2 separate regions of the Hordeum vulgare genome follow, and region 2 is linked to region 1. A link is a contact called in public Hi-C data. All regions are on one chromosome and are shown on one strand. Each heading gives the region's core, a stretch centred on a gene start, on an enhancer-like site or on the middle of the called end of the contact. The rest is flanking DNA. Distances are from core to core; before and after follow the strand shown.

The links. A called contact is a pair of places that touch in the nucleus more often than the background predicts.
Region 2: a Hi-C map of leaf shows a contact between it and region 1, with 2.4 times the contacts expected there. The contact joins the promoter of LOC123445064 here to the promoter of LOC123445060 in region 1. A contact is called at or near these places in 3 of 6 Hi-C or Micro-C datasets (leaf and seedling) and 1 of 1 datasets of contacts at active chromatin or transcription factors (embryo).

Annotation. Positions count from the first base shown.
Region 1 is chr3H:559,835,001-559,839,263 of MorexV3_pseudomolecules_assembly, reverse strand. LOC123445060 (beta-glucosidase 4) reads left to right here and starts at 2,390. Exons shown (of 15, transcript XM_045121985.1): 1 at 2,390-2,727; 2 at 4,022-4,088; 3 at 4,169-4,227. The coding sequence starts at 2,647.
Region 2 is chr3H:560,036,019-560,040,281 of MorexV3_pseudomolecules_assembly, reverse strand. LOC123445064 (ribonuclease 2-like) reads right to left here and starts at 2,425. Exons shown (of 9, transcript XM_045121990.1): 1 at 2,131-2,425; 2 at 1,925-1,953; 3 at 1,747-1,820; 4 at 1,470-1,571; 5 at 1,322-1,325; 6 at 1,096-1,187; 7 at 692-853; 8 at 1-91. The coding sequence starts at 2,333.

The DNA.
Region 1 (4,263 bases), core at 1,141-3,640:
TAAAAACTGGGAGAATCACTTGCTCTAAATCTCGTTTAGCTAACTTTTGTGAGCATTATTCTTTCATCTCTAGCATTGAACCTTTGAAGGTTGAAGAAGCCCTTCAAGATCCGTATTGGGTGAATGCCATGCACGAAGAGCTACACAACTTTGAGAGGAACCAAGTATGGACACTTGTTGAAAAGACCGAAGGCGAGCAGAATATCATTGATACAAGATGGGTGTTTCAGAACAAGCAAGATGAAGACGGACAAGTTGTACACAACAAGGCACGTCTCGTAGCCCAAAGATACACGCAAGTCGAAGGTATGGACTACGGTGAGACGTATGCTCTTGTTGCTAGACTTGAAGCCATTCACATTCTTCTAGCTTATGCCAATCACCATGATATAACTCTTTATCAAATGGATATCAAAAGTCCTTTCTCAATGGAGAAATTGAGGAGGAAGTTTATGTTAAACAACCTCCTAGATTTGTGAACCCTAACAAACCTAATCATGTTTACAAACTTCGTAAAGCTTTATATGGTCTAAAACAAGCCCCTAGAGCTTGGTACAAATGCCTAACGAAGTTTCTCATTGAAAAACGTTTTGAGATTGGAAAAATTGATGCAACCTTATTCACTAGAAGAGTTAATGGAGAACTATTTGTTTGCCAAGTATACATGGATGATATTATCTTTGATTCTACTAACCCACATTTTAGTGAAATCTTTGGAAAGCTAATGTGAGAGAAGTATGAGATGTTCGTGATGAGTGAACTGAAGTTCTTCCTTGGATTGCAAATCAAGCAATCGTGAGAAGGTACATTTATCTCTCAAACCAAGCACACCAATGACTTAATTAGAAAGTTCAACATACAAGAATGCAAAGGTAGGAGAACCCCCATGTCATGGGTAAAGAGTACACCATCTGCAGAGTCAAAACCGTTCGAGTAGTCGTGTCCATGGTCAAGGACGGCTCGTTGACACGTCTAGTGTTGGTCTTAGAGTCGGTCTCTGGAGCACATGTTTGGTTTTATAAATAATGGTTATGAACGCCTGACGGTGGTGTGGAAATTAACTTGATGGTAACGTGGTTATTCGGAATATCCTGAAGGTTGGTTGTACCACCCGGATAATCCTTTATTATTTATACCCTTTTGTGGTGTCGCTAAGACGTCCGACTGTGGCTTGTTATTTATTTATGCCCTCTCTGAGGTGTCGCTAAGACGCCCAACTGCGGCTTGTTATGTATTTATGCCCTCTTTGTGGTGTCGCTAAGATGTCCGATTGCGGCTTGTTTTATTTTAAGCCCTTTATGCGGTGTTGCTTAGACGCCCGATGGTGATTATTTAGTTTACTTGCTAACCTTTGGAGGCGTCACTTCAGATACACGATTGGTGCATTTTATTTTCTGTTTGGATATTTCGGGAGAATTACCGCCCGACTTATCTGCTCTAACTTAACTGCCATTAATATCCTTATTATGATAACCATGACATGTAACCATGCATAATAATATTGATGCATGCACCTCATCTTTTATGCAAACTGTTTGCGAGTACTTTTTGAAGTACTCACTCGCTTGTTGATGTGGCCATATATGGATGAAGAAGACCTCATGGATGAAGAGTTCGATAGCGAGTCCGACGCCTAGAGGAGTCCTAGTCGGTCTTGCGATCATGGAGTCCGCCGCTGTACTATTTCACCGCTTCCGCCACGAATAAATCGTCAAGCCTGACTCTAACGCTTGGCGCGTAGTAGTACTTGCCAGGTCACTTCACTCTGATGTGACGTGTCCACTTTATTATAAGCAGTAGAGTTATCACATGATCACTATAACATATCCATCCTTGTGAGACTATGGACATGTTGTAATAATTTATGGAGGGACCTCCGGTCTACTATGTTTAATATTAAGTACTTATGGTTTCTGTATCAAGATGAATCTATCAGTGAAAAATATTTTTCTAAACTGGTGTCATTCATAATTGATTTCCAATAAGATATTTTATTTGGAAACCGGTCCTCACAGCCGACCCGTGGATCGATACAAAAACGTGTTGGATGACCAAATACATGTGGATTAAGCGGTTTGGATGTATGTCAAAATTTAAGGATCAGCATTGAAGATGCTTAAGGCTCTGCTTAAAATACAAATGTAAACTAAATACCCCGTATTGAAATACAACCATCCCAAGCCCGGCCTAAAGGTACATGCGCTAAGTGCTAACACAAGCTCGAAATAGTGTTATAGTTTCTCAAAATGGAGAACAGTGTTCCAGTACTGCTTCCAGGTTGACTGGACACGTATGGAGTTGGTGGGTCGGAGGTGGAAGCCAGATCCAAACCGATCAGCCAATCCTAATGACACGGACGGATCGGCCCGGCCCGACCCGACGGCAGAGGCCTCCTCTTCACGCGTACCGTGACGCCGTTGACAGAGAGCCACCCAGAGACATCAGAGCGACAGCGGCCGCTCTCTCGCTCGCCGGGCGCACCCACCCTCCCCCTATATCTACGCGACTCGACTCGGCTGGACTCGAGCCTCCATCAGCCGACTCCCCCCAAATTCTCGCCCGCCCACGACCCACGCTCGCGGCGCGCCGGATCGAGATCACCTCAAGCTCAGCACCAGGCCTGCTCCGCTCTCCCCCTCGCCGGGAATGGGGAGCACGGCGGGCGAGGTGACCCGCGCCGACTTCCCCGAGGGCTTCGTCTTCGGCGTCGCCACCTCCGCCTACCAGGTCCGTTCAGGCTGCCACTCGGCACTAATACTAGTGCTAGCAGCTACGGAGTAGTAGAGTACAGTACTACCCTGTCTAGCTAGGTTGGTGAATGGTGGCGGTGGCCGGTGGGTCGCCGATTGCTGATTCCTGCTTCCACGCTGTGACAACGCGTCGCCCTCGTCCGGTAGCCCACGCCAACGACGCCCTGTACTTTCACTTGGTTGCGCTCGCTTCCTGCTGTTGGCGACTTGTCTTTGAAAAAATAAGCAGGACAGTGACTGACCAACAGCCACACCGCTTTTACCAAAAAAATAGATGTATAGCAAATTTATGCGGCTCCTAAATCTGATTTTTATGCGGTTCAACCAAACGCCCTCCCCTCTAGCAAATCCATCTCATCTCGATCAAAAAAGGGAGGTGGCCAAGTGGGAAGTGATCGACAAATTAAATTCTTTGGCTGCAGACATACAGAGGCAATACATGGACAGACTTAATACTGATACTTAGGGAAATTTATCTAAGGATTTTTTATTTTTTGGGGAGAAGGAGGTTAAAACCCCCGGCCTCTACATCAATCGATGCATACAGTCATCTTTATTAAAATTTATCTATGGAATGGAGAATCGGAAAGTAGTTGTGAATGTACAAAGTAGTCAGAACTCAGAAGTAGAGCACTATTTGTAGATGGAGGCGGTATATATTTAATTGGAGAGGAAGGAATATACACGGGAAAGAAAGGTTGACAGGAAATGATCTCCACCCCCCCCCCCCCCCCCCCCCTGCTGGCAGAGAAACTTAATTGAATTGAGAAAGGAGATATGGATAGGGGATTTTCCATCCATATGTTGCCGTAAATGTTCTCCGCTTTTATTTTTTCTCAGACATGTGTCGAAACACACACCATTTTGTATTAGAAGAAACGACAAAAAATGCGTTAAGAGTACAGCCCGCCAAAAGGCGAAGCAAAACATAATAAAACAGAGCAGCAAATTTTGAGGGAAACCAAAATAACAGAGCAAATCAAAAGCAAAAAACGTGAACAGAAAGAACTACACAGGAAAGCTAAGAAACAGATGTTTTCCACTTTAAAGAGGAAAGAGATAATCATCATACTGTTAGAATTTTGTGTGGAAGGTTTAGTCAGTTAGATGAAAAAAATTAGGTTTCACCAGTTTTCTCTCCTTGGTTCCAAGTAAAAGAAACAAAAGGAGGTTTTCTGTGATCTATGAATCTATCCTCCTTCCTTCTGTCTAAAACTAGATGTATCATAACCATGAAGTAATCTTCTTGTTTTTTCCCCTCTACTATCTAGATCGAGGGGGGGAGAAATGAAGGTGGCAAAGGCGATAGCATATGGGATGTATTTACAGATAACAAAGGTTTGTCTCATCTGCATTCTACTTTAGTTTTTTCAAATATATCAACTTAACTTAGATTTGACATCAAAATGCCTTTTCAGAACGTGTCCTAGACGGATCCTCTGGAGAGGTTGCAGTTGATCATTACCATCGATACAAGGTGTTGTTATTGTCATAGCTATCGCATTACTATTAT
Region 2 (4,263 bases), core at 1,176-3,675, 200 kb before region 1:
GATCATATGTTGGCAGGGAGATTTTTCGAGGGCAATGCTTTGATTTCGATAGGTTCTTGTACATTGCCGAAGTAGTAAGGCAATCACGAGGCTGGAATAAAACCAAGGTGAGCAGGGTTGTACTGTACAGCAAAAGAGACCGAAGTGGAGAATCGTGGGCATTGTGAAGAGAATTGCATTTTGATGAAGAGCAACTCAAATAGGTTGACTAGTTTTGAAATCCAATCAATGTTGGAAACTTATGCAACACTTGTTTACGACACAATAGGAGAAAGCAGCTTCGCTTTCTGAGAAATTTATAAGAAACGCAAGCTGGACAGCATACTAAGTACATACCAAAAAAATCCAGACACAACTGTGCAATTCCAGTATAATAAAACTCCACCTCCCTATTTTGTTATCAGGATTTAGAGGGGTAGTTGGGCGTATTCTAAAAAGTAACATGCTTCAAAATTATAGCCAAATGTAACTATAACTATCAGCCCCGTGGGGAAAAAGAATTGGAAACATGTTGCTGATGGTAATCAGTTTTAAGAACAGTGTGTTGCGGTAATCAGTATCACACTAATAGATCTCCTTTGCAAAAATTAAGACCTATCCGCCCTGTGCGGAGACATCATTCCTAAATCAGCGAAGCTCTGTCCCCGCAAATATAAATGAAAATTGAGGAGACCCAGAAAAGATAACTCACCTTCAAATCTTTGGTGAAGCATAACCTTAGTTCTTGAACTGAGCCCTTCTTGCAGATGATCTGCGGTGAGCCCCCAAAAGCATGCTTGATGGTGTCAATGACATCACTCAGTGCATATTCTTTACCGTTGGAGACCAGGATATCTCCAGTCGCCAACATTTCCTGCAATTCCAAACCAAATTATAACAATGCAAAAGAGACAAATTTCTATGACACGGTTTAGCATGAGTCAAATTCACACGAACTACAATTCAAGTGGTTTTAAGTTTGTTTTCTTCATCCAGAAACCAAGCTAACTGAAATAACAAAGGTTCAGGTGCTATAGCCAACAAAAGAAACCAATAATTCCTGCAAGAAATAACAATAATGCGCTACATCTAATGAGTCAGTGACCAGATGCTTACTGTCACGTTATATTTGAAGTAGAGATCAAGGGCAGTGCTGAAGTACTGTAATTCTTCCCGAACAGCAGGGGCCGAGCATGTTCCATGCTTCTCTGTAAAAAAATTAAAAACGACGGAAACTTAGCAATGGAAATGAGACAATGTTTGTGCAGATGGATCAAAACTAGTAACTCTCCCTTATAACAATATTTCAGTTCATTAAGTCGAGTGGATTGAAGAACATTACCCCACTAAAGACAATCCACGAATGATCAATCAAGCAGGGACAATGCCATTATGCAAAACAACAGGTAAGGGAACAGCACAAAAGGTTAGTAACAATTCCAATCGATGAATAATTTTTAGAGTCGAATCCATCAGTTGTGACACTATACCTCATGAGCCCAGAAGGGGCCCCTACCACTGAAACAAGTGGAAGAGGACGAACAGTAGAGGGACGGCCAGTACTTGTCCAGCGTGGGCTTCAGAGGCGTTATCTACACCAAATCAACCAAGACACGGCAGAACCATGCATCATTAATAGAATCTGAAAACGGAGTGAGTGCAAGTCGATCTTCGTGTATCGGTAACGAATGGAATCGAACTTGTGCATGATTAAATGAAGCTAGAGCGGCCGCGTATCAGTGTAAGCAAGGTCCCTGCGGCTAGCACCTTGTCCATGTCGAAACTGGTGCGGCGGCAGCACGACGGCCAAGTCCCGTCATCGTAGTCCGGCCACAGCCCGTCTGTTCCATGAGCGAAAATCCAACCACGCCAGTGAGGAACTCACATCCATCGACCAGGAACCGATAAAGCACAAAATTGAGCAGGATGGGCGCCGTGCACTTACGGATCGTGAACGTGTGGAGCGGCTCCTTCCTGCAGCGGTGAAACAAAGCAAAGCAGATTACGCGAGCACGGGTCAAGTCAAATCTCCGGAGCGCCAGAAACCCCCACCCGAGCCGAACTCGAACGGGACCGCGCGCGGGGGTCGATGGGGCGGTGGCGGTGGAGGGAGGGAACGAGGGGGAGGGAGGGCGGAGCAGTAGCACGTACCGGCAGCAGCCGTTGACGGCGCAGCAGTGGCGGGTGGAGGAGCAGATGGTGCCCGGCCACTGCAGCGCCAGCGCGAAGTAGTCGAACTCGCGCTGCTCCTTCCCGACGGCGGCCGGGGCGAAGGACGCCCGGGCGAGGCCCGTGCCGAACAGTCCGGCGGCGACCAGCGCCCAGGCCGCCAGCAGGCACGTCGTCGTCGCCATTGCCTCTCCGCCCGCCGCGGTGTCTCCTTCTCCCCCTTTCCCTCTGGCTGCTGGGTGGGTCGTGGTTTCAGAACCGAGCGTAGTACATACACAGAGTACAATCAAGACGCCATCGGGTGCTTTAATAATGGGCGCGGTTGGGGAAGGAGATGGTGTCGCTGGCAAGTGGGGCCAGCGCCGTCCCAGCAGGTAGGAGTACCTCTCCGTCTATTCTCTGTTCTGCTTTCGTCATTCAAGATATAGTCAGTTTTCTAGGGGATAAAATCCGTTTTCTACTAGTAGCTCTGCCGTTCAAAAATCTGAAGTACACCTAAGCTAAATAATCGATAGGGTCGATCTATAGATATATTCTGAAAGGTGGCTGCTACAAATCAGTCGATTGATTTGGCGCAGAAATAAGTCACCTTTTCCACCGTCAGATCTAATCGTCGCGAACCGTCTGGTCATTCTTGGCACTGAAGCGCCCCGCTTCGTCCTCCTCTTTTCCTCCGTAGCACACCGATGCCTTCTCAGTTCCCACACATGCCTCGCGCGGTGCACACCACCACACCCAGCAAGAGCTTGCAGCACGCCACCACCCAGCCAGCAAATCTCGACGGCCGCTTGCAGCCCAGCTTGCAGCAGTGTGAATGCACTGATGACCCTTAACATTGAAGCGTCATCGCCTGTTACCAGGACGACACCCATTCCGTCAAGGCTCCAATGCAAAATGTGTCCAATCCAACACCATGAGGCCGAGGCAATGCTCCATTACAACACCGCGCGTCCCCGGCGGCCCGACGATGCCCATGACAGCAATAGCCAATGGGACTCGGCGATGCTCCATCGCAGCAAGGGAGCTGCCCCATTTGCAGCACTAATGCTCCGGCGGTGTTTCACTGCTGCGCTGACAGCCCCCTGGCAATGCTCCATCGCAGCATCCGTGGTCCCCTCGGTGATGCTCCATGACAGCAACAGAGGCCCAACGAAGCTTCACCGCAGCGCGACGATGCCATCACCGTAAAGGAAGTGATGCATAACCCCGACGAGCCCCTGATTGCACCATCCGACACTCGCTTGAACCACGAGCATCTTCGACGACCCTGCATGATCCCCATCATAACATAGTTGCCACATAGTTGACACTTAGCTCGCCTTGCGCCTACACCAACAACGACTGTTGTGAGCCTGCGTAGGTGTGGCTGCAACCCTAGCGCCAACCTGCATCAGCGAACCATCGTGGAGGACGAGCCGTTGGAGCTGAGAGAAAGCCATAGGGATCGGGATGCAAGAGTAAAGGTAGGAGACGAAGCGGGGGCAAGGGAAAGACATGTGGTTGTGATTATTCTTACGATATAAGGGAAGGGAATTAGTAAAAACACTTTGTGAGCGTGATGCGGACGCGTGTCAAGCAACACATATGGCTTACGTCTCGAGTAAATCAGTCGGATGTTTTTAAACAGTTTCCATCTTGAAATGTGCTTCGGGAAACTTGTGAAATGCACGTTATTCTATTTATTCATCAACGTTAAGGATCACAGTGTATCAAATCAAATAACAATTTTTGTCCAGCAATAATATACTCCCTCCCTTCCTAAATATAAGTCTTTCTAAATGTTTCCCTAAGAGACTACATACATATGTATATAGACATATTTTAGAGTGTAGATTTATTTATTTTACTCTGTATGTAGTCATCTAATATTTTTTTTAAAAATACTTATATTTAGAAACGGAGGGAGTAATATCTTATATTGTCTTATTTTTATTTAAATAAATTAAATGATTTTTTACTACCGACCAACCGTTACAGAGGCTTTTTCCTCGTTCAATACATAATGACCGAGGCCAACTTTGGTTGGTTAATCCGATTAGTTCATCGATGGTCAGAATGTATGATGGTTTTAATGATGATCTTGCATGTATTTCATGTTTATCTCATTGGGGATTT